2 separate regions of the Zea mays genome follow, and region 1 is linked to region 2. A link is a contact called in public Hi-C data. All regions are on one chromosome and are shown on one strand. The core of a region is the stretch at or near the end of the contact, and the rest is flanking DNA. Distances in the headings are between cores, read along the strand shown.

What was found. A called contact is a pair of places that touch in the nucleus more often than the background predicts.
Region 1: a contact with region 2 is called in a Hi-C map of tassel, with 2.2 times the contacts expected there. The contact joins the promoter of LOC100286302 here to the promoter of LOC100285949 in region 2. A contact is called at or near these places in 2 of 25 Hi-C or Micro-C datasets (ear and tassel).

The regions. Positions count from the first base shown.
Region 1 is chr6:96,590,503-96,597,564 of Zm-B73-REFERENCE-NAM-5.0, forward strand. LOC100286302 (NEDD8-conjugating enzyme Ubc12-like) reads right to left here and starts at 2,740. Exons shown (of 8, transcript NM_001159189.1): 1 at 2,654-2,740; 2 at 2,324-2,382; 3 at 499-909.
Region 2 is chr6:96,087,399-96,093,910 of Zm-B73-REFERENCE-NAM-5.0, forward strand. It overlaps LOC100285949, which reads left to right and starts at 4,212. Exons shown (of 17, transcript NM_001366738.1): 1 at 4,212-4,435; 2 at 5,400-5,504; 3 at 5,744-5,860; 4 at 6,226-6,366. The coding sequence starts at 4,346.

The DNA of each region.
Region 1 (7,062 bases), core at 1,490-3,989, 500 kb after region 2:
AGCCTCTATCAGGATTCGAATTTGAGACCTCTGGCTTTGATACCATTAGAGTGAACACACTAACCTGCTCAACCCAAAAGTTTAAGCTGGTATAGTGTGGCAATGAAACAGATGGCAGCCTATGGCGGCGTGGCTTGCAGCAGGTATAGTGTGGCAAACTGTGGTTCCAATACAAACACTCATAGAAATGCCTCTTGAAGCATGTAAATGTAAGGAACAAAAACAAGGATGACAGCGAAGCACAGGAAGCATTGAGTAGCACAACAAATTCACTGCTAATTATTTACAGGAAGCACAGGTTGGTGAATTTCAGCTAGCAATTAAAGGTGTTTGGATCCTTTGGGCTGTGTCCAACAGATCGTGCATGTGATCATACAAAATACTGTTTTGCAATGTAGATAGCACTGTTTGTAGAGTGGAGTTTGAAATAGAAGGTGTGACAGGAAATGTGATAGGAGAGCTGCTGTATATAGCATTAGCCTAGCCTGCTCGCCTCACCTTGCTAGGCAAAGGAAGGTAATCTTCCAAAGGTGTTTTCTTCCCTTGCCATCGCTCGCCTTGCCTCAAACTGTAGCTTGATCCAACAATAACAGAGCTCGATTCAACAGTGATGAGGGTCAATTCAGTGCCTAGGAACATCAATCTGATGGTAGCAGAGGTCGATTTGGTGCTGCCGTGCTGGCAAACCTGACTATCTGAGTCCAGTGATGGCCATCAATTCAGCAATAACAAATCCCGATCCAGCAACAGCATGGAGTGGCCAATTTAGTGACGGCTCAGCTGGCCATGCGAGCGCGTGAGCAAACCTTGTCCATGCAGGAGAGAAAATTTGGCTCGCCTAAATTGGCAAGGATTTGCTTGCCCAGGCAGCCAAGCCGGCAAGCTTGAGGCAAACAGGTAAGGCCAAACCTGGGCAAGGCAAGCAGCCAGCAATGGATCTGATTAAGCCCTAAAATTTACCCAAAGTTATCAAGGTGGCCCGACAAACTATGACACCTGCGAAGAACCTGGGCACATGGATATCTAGGCATTTTCCAATGTGTATTTCCTTTTTTTCCCATTTTGATTGCAGTGAGCAATTTGGTTGGTTTAGCAAGTGAATGCAACACTAAGACAGGAGATCCAATACAGAACAAAGAATAGGAGAAATTATCTGAGCTGGAACAAAAGTCTCAAAGGCTCAAAGCAAATATAGCAGTATAAGTGTATAACTCAAAGTATTATGTAGCACTACCGCGCGCACAAACACAGTGGAACAAATGGATACATACAAAACAGGCAAGCCGGCATCTTTAAGTAAATGCAGGATGATAAAGTGTCTAGGTAGGTTGATCACTGATGGGTTTGCAAAATTAACTGAATGCTTAGCTTTTAGATCTATCGGATTCGAGTTTGTTTTAGGCCTTAGATAAATTAATATTTGCAAACCAAGACCAGCTTCTTTTCCATACAAATTTGTGAATTGTGTCATGTAGTTCTGCTAGGTGAGTGGTCGTGGTTTCTGATGAGTAACGTTGTGCTCTTCTAAGTTCACTAAAAAAATGCATTTTACAAGAGGTCTGTAGTTTGCAGAATTTACTGCAGCTAATCTTATTCAGGAAACATTAATGTGCAATCTCAGTTAATGTAGTACCTTCAGATTTTTGTGTTTGTGGACAGAGATTGCTTAAACGTTAGTACTTTGTAATGCTAGTTTTAAGTTGCTCTCTGCGAATTTACTACACATTCAAGAGATCCCAAATCAGTACTGCAGCTAAGAAAGACTCACAGTAAATTCACCCTCCTTATGGAAAAAGGTTGCAGAGGCACAATTCAACCATTCAGACATGAATGTAAATAAGACCACAAATTCGGAAAAAAGTGAAATCTTAGAGCAGGGGAAGTTCATGAAACCATCAGTTGTTGATTTGTTTCAACATCTTGTCATCCTCGCATTTGCTTAAAAATATGCTAGCCTAACCTAGTTCGTATGGAACTGTTTGTTCCTCTGTGTTGGAATTAGAAATTGACAGATACACACCAAGTTAGTATATGGATGAAAGGAAAAACATGTTCAAAAGTCAAAACTATGACTAACCTTAACCATGTTCTACCCAGCTCAGGCTATGAATATGGTTAAATCAAGTCTACTAGAAAATAACACACGACACGGTTATGAGAATCGTGAATTTAGTTATCTTCCGCCTTATTTTCTTAAGAACTGGAATACTGATCATGTCCAACTTAGTCAATGAAGTACATATGGATCGTTGTAGTTTTGCATCGTTCAAACCGACAACTTATTTTCAGAACTACACCAGCAGACTAAGAGAGGCATGTTTACCTTGCCGCTTCAGAACAGAGCTCGCTAGAGGAGCGGTGTCCTTGCTTGCACTAAGGGACCTGCAGAGGAAGAAAGCGGTGAGGATGGAGAGGGACCCTGCGGCTAGCGAGGGTCGCCCCTCTCCATGTAAAAACTAAAAGGCCGTGGGGAAGGGGTGCGCGCAAAGAAGCAAGGGTTGGGGAGCAGCCATCGCTGCGGACGGCGCGGGATCCGACCGCCGGATCCACGAATCGCGTGCGCGCACCGAAGAACGACGCGAAGCCAAACGAGGTGCGCGCACCCAAAACCGATGGGACCTGATCGGAGAAGTCGGCGCTGGCGTAAACTCACCAGGAAACGCCGGAGGGAATCGGGGAAGGGAATCGGTTTTCGCCGGAGGGGGGAGGGCGAGGCCTCTTTAGGCGAAGGCGGCGGGAGTAGGACCCGGAACAAGGAGGCGTCCGCGTGCGTCGTTCCGCGGATGGAAAAGTAAGGTAGGTTCTTCCGATTCCGAGTACATATTTTATTGAGTAAAATATATTTGTGGCCATACTTGTTTTTTTTTTTGACGAAGGGGCATAGCCCCCTATTTTATTAGAAAATAGGAACACGTTCATTATAAACCAGCACGCTAGAGAAAGACTCAACACCAGAAAGATAAATTAGTGGAACTAACTTCTACAATCTATCAAAAAATGCAGAAATCAGACTCCACTAACCACCGTCCAAACAGCACCACAGTTTTTAAGCCATGCTTATTTACAATGGATAAAGGCCAAAAGTAGCAACCCAGCTAACAACTCCCAGTTTTAACAAACCCACTAATATGGTTTTTCCAAAAGTACTTGGGTTGCGCTAATCACCAAAAGAAGCAGCAAGAGCCAAACCGAAGACTTCAGCCAGTAATACGACGATCTCTCGGACACCACCCGAAGGCCCTGTTCATCGCTTCACTTATTATCTTTTGGATGAGTTGGCTTCCTTGGACCACCATTTTTTCCTTCTCTTTCTGTCGAATGGCCCAAGAATCCAACCAAAAGCAGCAAAGAAATATTATGTTAGCAGGGTCAATCAAAAAATTTTCACCAAAAAATCAATCATTTCTGGTTCTCCAAATAGCCCAAAACATAGCACCACAGCCAAATATCAATAAGTTTGAAATTTTGTTTTTAGGATTTTTCATCCAGCTATCACAGATTTCTTCAATATTTTTTGGAATGTAATCCAAATTAAGAGCAATTTGAACCACTCTCCAAACAAATCTGGCAACAGAGCATTTAAAAAATAAATGATCAATCGATTTCATGCCACCACAAAAACAGCATTCATCAGATCCCTTCCAATTTCTTTTTTTCAGGTTGTCTTTTGTAAGAATTTTATTTCTTATCACCAACCAGAAGAAAACTTTAATTTTCTGTGGTAACTTTGACTTCCACAGAAATCTATAAGGCACCTTGACCTGATCCATCAAATTTTTCTTATATAAAGAATTGACAGTGAACCCTTTATTGCCCAAGTTCCAAATAAGTTGTCGTCTTGATTTGACAAATTATAATCAGAACATAAAGCAACTAAATCATCATAAAACCCCTGAAGATTGCCCGTCATTCTTCTTCTGAAAGAAAGAGCATCAAAATTCGAAGACAGAACTTTATTAATCGTAATATCTTTATCTATAGTCAGATCAAACAGAATAGGAAACTTCACAGCAAGAGGCCCATCACCAATCCAGAAATTTTTCCAGAAGCTAGTTCGACAACCATTACCAACAACCATCTTACAATACTTAAAGAAAATCTCCCTGAGACTTAAGAGTTTTTTCCAAAACTGAAAGTCAGTCTGTCTTTGTTTAACTGAGATAAGGGGTTTTCCCTTAATATATTTTCCAACAATTATACTTTGCCATAAACCACTAGAATTTTTCAAATTCCAAAGCCATTTTGTCAACAGAGCGTCATTCATAGAACTTAGATTCAACACACCTAAACCACCTAAACTTTTGGAGGAGCAAACCGTATCCCAATTAACCAAATGCATTCTCTTTGTTTGAGAGCCACCTTGCCAAAGCAGCCTTTTCCTGAGATAAAAGAGATACACATGTTGTCCTGTATTATTATAATTCATAAATTTTTAAAATGTATTGTTCTAGTCTTTATCATTGTTTAGGTCCCAATTGCATCCAAACAGATCGTGGTTAACATATATACCTTACATGTCAGTTGTGTATCTTTTTTTTCTCTTTTTCACATGTCCGATGAGATAAAAGAGATACACATGTTGGAGTCCATATATCAACCAGGATCTATTTAGACCTAACTGAGACCCAAACAACAATTAAGGATCGACCTAATACACTTTTAAAGTTTATGGACCGAGATGACTAAGGCTGGAAACGAGCCGAGCTCGGCTCAGTGCGGCTTGTTGGTTGACAAGCTCGGCTCGACTCGAAGTTGCCTCGTGATCCAGCTCAGCTCACGGTCTGCACCTTGATAAATAATATTAAATTATATAGTGATTTAATAGTATATAAATATAAAAATATAATCATCATTCAACATTATAAGTAAAATTATTCAATATCCATGTTAGTCTTAGCAATTAAGTAAGTGTCTAGTTCATCATTGTTATTATTGAAATCAACTAAATATAGCTGGTCATCTAACACTCCCTTAAAAGATATTGAATCATCACTTCTTCTAAAGACGGTAACACCAACATCAGTAAAAAGACAGTTGTAACCCATTTTGCATAGTTGAGAAACAGAAAGTAAGTTGTAATCTAAATAATCTACAAGAAAAAAATTAGAAATGGAATGGTCAGCAGATATAGCAATTTTACACAAACCTTTGACCAAACCTTGATTTCCATCTCCAAATGTGATTGCTCTTTCGGGATCATCATTTTTCTCGTACGAGGAGAAAATCCTTTTCTCCCATGTCATATGATTTGTGCACTCGCTATCGATTATCCAACTTGTCCCGCCATATGCATAAATCTACAAAACAATTTTAGACCTTGTTCTTGTATAGCCAAACGGGGTACCCAAGCACAAGTCTTTGGGCTCTTGTGTTTGCCCTAACATATTTGGCAACTATCTTGCCTGATTTGTTAGTAAGTACAAAAGATGCATCAAAAGTCTTAAATGAGATGATATGTTCATTTGATGCATTAGCAATCCTCTTTTTAAGCATTTTGATATGAGTTGAATGCCTAGAGCTAGAAGCCTCATTACTATACATATAAGCATGATGAGAAATATAATGAGATTTTCTAGCATGAATTCTTCTAATTTTGTGCTCAAGATAGTTCTCAGGGTATAAATTGTAACCTTCCCTATCCTGAACCATGGGAGCCTTGCCCTTAACAAGGTTTGAAAGCTTGTTCTTTGGGGCATTAAGCTTGATGTTGCTTTCCTTGTTGGAAACCAATGCCATCCTTAATGCCAGGGCGTCTCCCACTATAAAGCATACTACGAGCAAATTTAATTTTTTTCATTCTCTAGTTCATGCTCGGCAATTTTAGCATTTAATTTAGCTATGTGATCATTTTGTTCTTTAATCATAGCAAGGTGATCATTCATAGCATCAACATTAACATTTCTACATCTAGTGCAAATAGTGACATGCTCAATAGTAGTTGTAGAGGGTTTGCAAGCATTCAATTCTTCAATCTTAGCAATTAAACTAACATTTTCAGTTCTAAGACAAGAAATTGAATCATTGCAAATATTAGGCTCTTTAGACAAGTTTTCACATTTTTCTACTTCAAGGGCATAGACATCTTTAAGCTTAATAAATTTCTTATTCTCCTTAACGAGCAAGTCCTCTTGGCATTCCAATATATCATCCTTCTCGTTAATGGTTTCTATCAATTCATTAATTTTCTTCTTTTGTTCTTCGGTAAGGTTTGCAAAAAAAGAAGTTAAATCATCATCATTATCACTAGAGCTACCCTCATCATCGGAAGTAGTGTATTTGGGGGTATCTCTAGAATGTACCTTCTTATTTTTGCCATCCTTAGCCATGAGGCATTTGTGGCTGACATTGGGGAAGAGAAGGCCTTTGTTAACAGCGATGTTGGCGGCGTTCACGTCGGAGAAGGAGTCGGTGGAGCTCTCGTCGGAGTCTCATTCCCAACCCATGTGTGCCTCACCACCCTTCTTCTTGTTGTAGTATCTTTTCTTTTCCATCTTCTTCTTCCCTTTCTTGCCGTTGTCCCTGTCACTATCACTTGTATATGGACATTTAGCGATAAAATGACCAGACTTACCCACCTGTGGCAAACCCTCTTGGAACGGGGTTTATAGTCCTTCCCCTTCCTTTGTTTGAGGATTTGACAAAAGCTCTTGATGATAAGAGCCATCTCCTCATTGTCAAGTTTGGAGGCGTCGATTGGGAGTCTACTTGTTAGTGTAGACTCTCCTTCTTTTCTTTCGTTGCTTTGAATGCAACGGGTTGCACCTTGGGTGCAGAGGTGGTGCCTTGCTCCAAGTTGACAATATGTTTGGAGTCTTTGATCATAAGTTCAAAGCTCACAAACTTGCCGATCACTTCCTCGGGAGACACCTGTTTATATCTAGGATCTCCACGGATTAGTTGCACTTGAGTGGGATTACGAAAGACAAGAGATCTTAGAATAACCTTGACCATTTCATGGTCATCCCACTTGGTGCTCCCGAGATTACGGACTTGGTTAACCATCGTCTTGAGCCGGTTGTACATTGCTTGTGGCTCATCTCCTTTGTTGAGGACGAATCGACC
Region 2 (6,512 bases), core at 2,962-5,461:
TAATATTTGGTTCTACTAACCAAAAGTCTTGTGAAGAGTTTAGCAGGGTGATGACGCAGAAATTCGAGATGTCGATGATGGGCGAGTTGAACTACTTCCTTGGGTTCCAAGTGAAGCAACTCAAGGACGGCACCTTCATCTCCCAAACGAAGTACACGCAAGATCTGCTAAAGCGGTTTGGGATGAAGGACGCCAAGCCCGCAAAGACTCCGATGGGGACCGACGGACACACCGACCTCAACAAAGGAGGTAAGTCCGTTGATCAAAAAGCATACCGGTCAATGATAGGTTCTTTGCTTTACTTATGTGCTAGTAGACCGGATATTATGCTTAGCGTATGCATGTGTGCTAGATTTCAATCCGATCCTAAGGAGTGTCACTTAGTGGCAGTGAAGCGAATTCTTAGATATTTGGTTGCTACGCCTTGCTTCGGGCTCTGGTATCCAAAGGGGTCTACCTTTGACTTAGTTGGATACTCAGACTCCGACTATGCTGGATGTAAGGTCGATAGGAAGAGTACATCGGGGACGTGCCAATTCTTAGGAAGGTCCCTGGTGTCATGGAACTCTAAGAAACAAACATCCGTTGCCCTATCCACCGCTGAGGCCGAGTACGTTGCCGCAGGTCAGTGTTGCGCGCAACTACTTTGGATGAGGCAAACCCTCCGGGACTTTGGCTACAATCTGAGCAAAGTCCCACTCCTATGTGATAATGAGAGTGCTATCCGCATGGCGGAGAATCCTGTTGAGCACAGCCGCACAAAGCACATAGACATCCGGCATCACTTCTTGAGAGACCACCAGCAAAAGGGAGATATCGAAGTGTTTCATGTTAGCACCGAGAACCAGCTAGCCGATATCTTCACTAAGCCTCTAGATGAGAAGACCTTTTGCAGGTTGCGTAGTGAGCTAAATGTCTTAGATTCGCGGAACTTGGATTGAATTGTAGCATACATGTGTTTATGCCTTTGATCATGTTCATTCTGCATTTTGTTGCTTATTATGGTGCTCAAGTTGTACAAACACTCCCTGGACCTCACAAGTCCGTTGCAAAGTGATGCACATGTTTAGGGGGAGATGTGTTACAACTTGACCCTTTGAGACTAACCATGTGCTTGAGTTTGATAATTTAGTCTCGAAGGAGGATTGAAAGGGAAAAGGTGGACTTGGACCATGAAAGACTTCCACTGCACTCCGATGAGAGGGTAACTAATTCCAAGTTCATCTCATGAAATCTTATTGCCATTTGCTCTTAATTGAAGACTTTGGTGAGGCAATGGGGTTAAAAAGGGCCAAGATTGATCCCGTTTTGGTGCTTGATGCCAAAGGGGGAGAAAATAAAGGCCAAAGCGATAAATGGATCAGCTACCACTTGAGAGATTTTGAAAACAGTAGAATAGAGTTTTTTGTTTTAGCAAAACTCTTTTATTGCGTCTCTTGTCAAAAGTTGGCTTCTTGTGGGGAGAAGTGTTGATTATGGGAAATAGGGGGAGTTTTTGAAATCTTTGATCAATCTCTTTTGGAATGACTCTCTTTATACTTCATCATGTGTGTTTGACTTAGAGATAGAGATTTGAGTTTGATTTGCAAAAACAAACCAAGTGGTGGCAAAGGGTGATCCATATATGCCAAAATTGAATCAAAACCAATTTGAGTTTTTATTTGAAGTGATTTTGCACTTGTTCCACTTGCTTTATGTTGTGTTGGCATAAATCACCAAAAAGGGGGAGATTGAAAGGGAAATGTGCCCTTGGCCCATTTCTAAGTATTTTGGTGATTGAGTGCAAACACAAGTGCTTAAATGTGAAAATGTGCCCATGGATGAACAAAGTGTAAATCACAAGTAAAGGTATGTTTCTAAGCCTTAGTACATTGGTTTTGTGTACTAATATTCTTGTCTAAGTGTTAGAAACAGAAAGAAGAAGAGAAGAGAAGACTTGGCTGTGTACAGCCAAGAGGCTGTTTCGGTCTGGGGCACCGGACTGTCCGGTGGTGCACCGGACAGTGTCCGGTGCGCCAGGCTGCCCCAGCCGAAGAGGCCGCTCTCGGGTTTTGCTCCGGCGACTTCGGCTAAAATTCACCGGACTGTCCGGTGAGCCAACGGTCGGCCGGGCCAACGGTCGGCCGCGCGATCGGCGCGCGACACGTGGCCGAGCCAACGGTCGGAAGGAAGCACCGGACTGTCCGGTGTGCACCGGACTGTCCGGTGCGCCAGATCTGCAACGGTCGGCAACGGTCGGCTTCGCCATTTAAGGAAATAAATCGGGCACCGGACAGTGTCCGGTGTGCACCGGACTGTCCGGTGCGCCCGACGACAGAAGGCAAGGATAGCCTTCCAGATGTGCTCTCAACGGCTCCTAGCTGCCTTGGGGCTATAAAAGGGACCCCTAGGCGCATGGAGGAGTACACCAAGCATTCCTACAACTCTTCTAAGCACCAAGACATCAATCTCACGCATTCGTTTCATTGTGATAGCATATAGAGCTCTTGTGGAGTTGTGAACTCTTTGTGTTGCGTTGCGAGCTCTTGTTGCGACTTGTGTGCGTGTTGTTGCTCTGATTTTCGAGTCTTGTGTGCGTTGCTCATTCCCACCTTACTCCGTATTTCTTTGTGAACTCAATTGTAAGGGCGAGAGACTCCAAGTTGTGGAGATTCCTCGCAAACGGGAAAAGATCAAAGGAAAGAAAAACACAGTGGTATTCAAGTTGATCATTGGATCACTTGAGAGGAGTTGAGTGCAACTCTCGTCCGTTGGGACGCCACAACGTGGAGTAGGCAAGTTTTGTACTTGGCCGAACCACGGGATAACCACCGTGTCAACTCTGTGATTGCTTTCTTGTGGTTATCGTGTTTTGAGTTCTCTCTAGCCACTTGGCCATACTTGTGCTAACCCTTAACAAGTTTTTGTGGCTTAAGTTTTGAACTTTTACATGATCACCTATTCACCCCCCCTCTAGGTGCTCTCAAGTACCTCGAAGATGCAGTGTAGTAGCTGTGTCCACTTCCGACCATGCATTTTCAATTCCTCATCATAGCAGCAACCGCAAGGTGGCGACGAGCAAGCATTCGCCTCTGTGCACCCATCAGAGTGCAAAATCCACAGGCACACATAACACAGGTCGACAACTTTCTACTGGCAGTACTTCGTTGATGAGTTCCTGCTCCCATTTGTACTGCTTCATTTGATTCTATTCAAGCTCAGAGTGAGTTAGAACATACTGATTGTAGTTACCAGTGTATAACTTGAGAACCTCATAAACCCCTATGGTGAAAGAAGACCATGGGATTGGACGTAAATTAGCACGGCCACACCCAAACTCACAGTGCAAATGTGGTGGTGGCCAAGGTTGCCGATGTGGAACTGCATCCCAGCTGAAAGCACTGTGTATGAGGTTGAAGCAATTCATCAAACACCTGTTGGGCGTAGTGGCGAGAACCTCGTCCTCCTTGCTCATCTGCGTGTACGATCGCATACACAGCTAACAGCGCCACCGCCGCAGCCGCCGTAGCGGGGGAAGGGCACGAAGCCGGCCTCGATGGAGCCGACAGCGACCTCCAGGTCGTCGTAGTGCGCCGCAATGTCGGCCACCGTCCTCCCGGGCAGCACCGCGGCCACGCGCTCCCACCGGTCCGCCGCGCGGAGATGGACGAGCAGCATCCCGGCGCCCAGAACGAGCGGCTCGCCGGCCTCCGAGTCCGAGCGACCTGCGAGGCACGGGCCATACGAGGAAAGCGGTTACACTCGGCGAGGTGTGCGCACGGCGAGAGAGCTCACCGGGGTCGGCCGGATCTCTTGGCCGGGACTGCGGTGGGGCGGGGGAAGAGGGTTCGCCGACGAACGGAGTCGGGCGCGGGGTGCTGCTACGGCGACGTCGAGGATGAGGAGGAAGACGGAGCCGGGCGCGGGGTGCTGCTACAGCGACGCTGGATCCGCGGGCGGGCGGTGAATCGCGGCGGGGGGGGGGGGGGGCGCGGGTTTCGCGGCGTGGGCTGGTGAGGGCGGGGGCAGTCTATACTTTGCTCTTAATAGTTGTAGAGATTTCCACGCGGCCCATGACGCAACGGGCCGGGTGGCAGCACGTCGCGCCCCGCGCCCGGGCTGGGTGACGCGGCCCATCCATGCCCGAAGTCGGCTATATAGTTTACTTTCGGCTACCATCATTATCATTTAAAGAAAGGAAACCGTTTTCGATTTCCTTCCTACGCGTCTCGCGTTGGCAGCGCGATCCTTCGGAGCCGACGAATCCCACCACTGCCCGCGCCGCCTCCGCAGACGACGCAACTGACAGTCACCGACGCGACGCGGCTCGCCTCCTCCGCCCTTCTGTTCAGCCTCCTCGCCCGCGATGGCTCCGGGCACCGACGCCGGCTACGGCCAGTGGGCGGCGGCGTGCCCCCCGCTGCGGCGGAACCTGCAGCTGCTTTCGCCCGACGAGGTCAGCGACGCCTGCTAGTCTGTTATATGTGCGGAAGAGGTCGCGCGCCCTTCTGTTGCTGTTGCCTGTTGATTTGCTCGTGCTAGTAGTAGATGCGACGCTCGAATCGCGCCGATCTCACGTCTCGTTCCGCTCGCCGCGGGTTCCAAATTCCGTGGCTTCGTCGGACGCGATGCTCCGCCCCGCGCGTGTGTGTGTGGACGCTCAGCCGTCTGATTTGATTTGATTTGACTTGGCAGTTTGTTCGCATCCCGCGTAGGCGATTATTACTGATTAGATTGGATGAGTTTAGGGGTAGGGCCTGATGATCAGATGACGGACGAGCGGACGGTACGCCAACTACCTCGGCTCACTGTCATATTTGAACTCCCCTCACGTGGCGACGGTGCCCGTCCGGTGGGGGCGAAGTGGACCCGCCTCCACCGCTACAATTTACCCTCATGACACAGCAATTTTAGAATAAACGGAGTTGAATTCTGTGGTTCTCGTGATGGTGACTACTGGTTCCTAAAATAGTGCTAGTGTCGTACTGCTGTGTTTAAAATTCAGCCACCCTCTGCTCCTGCCACAGGCCCACAATGCGATTAGGGAGCATGGTTCTCGACTTCTCGTATTCATTTGGTACATCTGTACATTCCTCTGTTCTCAGTTGTGAACAGTGTTTTTGTTAGTAAAATAAATAATGTGGTCCTCTGGGCGAACAATTTAAGTTCTACTACACTTTTTCACATGTTCAGCAAGATGGTCCTCAACTGATGTACATCTAACTTGGCCCCCGGTCAAGAATCACGGAAGTACCTATGGGCCCTGGGTTTGGCTGAATGATTGCTCACCATTATTTCATAACAAAGTGTATCTAGTCTCTTTGGTGCTACATGTCTTGTTAAGTTTGTTCAATTGATGGATTGAAACACCTGTTTTTGTTTTCTCCTGCTACAACGCTCTTGTTGCCTGGTGATTCTAGGTTGAGCTAGCAAAAATGCTGTTGAATGAAGGCCAGATTCACCTGTTCGAACACTGGCCTGAACCAGGTGTCGATGATGACAATAAAAGAGGCTTCTTTGATCAGGTGTGTATTCAAACTCAGAACACATAGTGCAATGTAGTTTCATAAAAATATATATTTTCTATGTTCTACAAATGTTTTATAACAAAAGTGTTAGTAAAATTATGTTATGAAGACGTTCCGATGTCCAAGATGTCTCTTGTTTGTCAATGGAGTAGCACTATAATATATGCAAGGAATTCATAAGCACAAATGTATAAAGTTTTTTTCCCTTTTATTCTAATTTTGTGCTATTATCTTAGGTTCGCCGACTTAATTCAAGCTATCCTGGAGGTCTGGTATCTTACATCCAGAATGCCAAAAAACTTCTTGCGGATTCAAAGGAAGGCAAAAACCCATATGATGGTTTCACCCCTTCTGTAAGTCTTTTTCATCAATGGTAATGGTTTAGGCCCTGTTTGTAAGCACCCAGTTTTTAAGAAACTGGTTTATAGAAATTGAGGTGGTTCCAAACATACTAGTTTATGACTCAGTTTATAGAAATTAGATTCTTAGTTTCTTAAAAACCAAGAAGCTAGCCTCTCCTAACTAATAGATAAAAGCTAGCCTCTCCTTAGTTTGGCCTAAATATCTATCCTTTTCATGGGAGTTGTTCTATGAATAGTTTGAATTAATAATTTGAAATGGATGTTCTTTAAGTTATTTTGGGTAATTCTCTACTTCCTTTATTTTTCCTCTCTTCTTGATGACACAACTAATAAACTTCGCCATACCTTACTTACAGGTGCCTTCAGGGGAGGTTTTGACTTTTGGCAATGACAATTTTGTTTCACTGGAAACAGCTGGGATAAAAGAAGCCTGCAATGCTGCATTTGTTCTTGTAGCCGGAGGGCTTGGCGAAAGGCTTGGCTACAAAGGAATTAAGGTATGCAGTATCCACTGAGCTGGGAATAGCAAACTAATATCTAAGCTTGTTTCATGAGGTAGTACAGTAGCTAGGCACACTTTAGTTGGAACTCAATTTAGATGCTGTAGTTGCTGTACTGGTATGGTGTCTTGTAAATATGATTT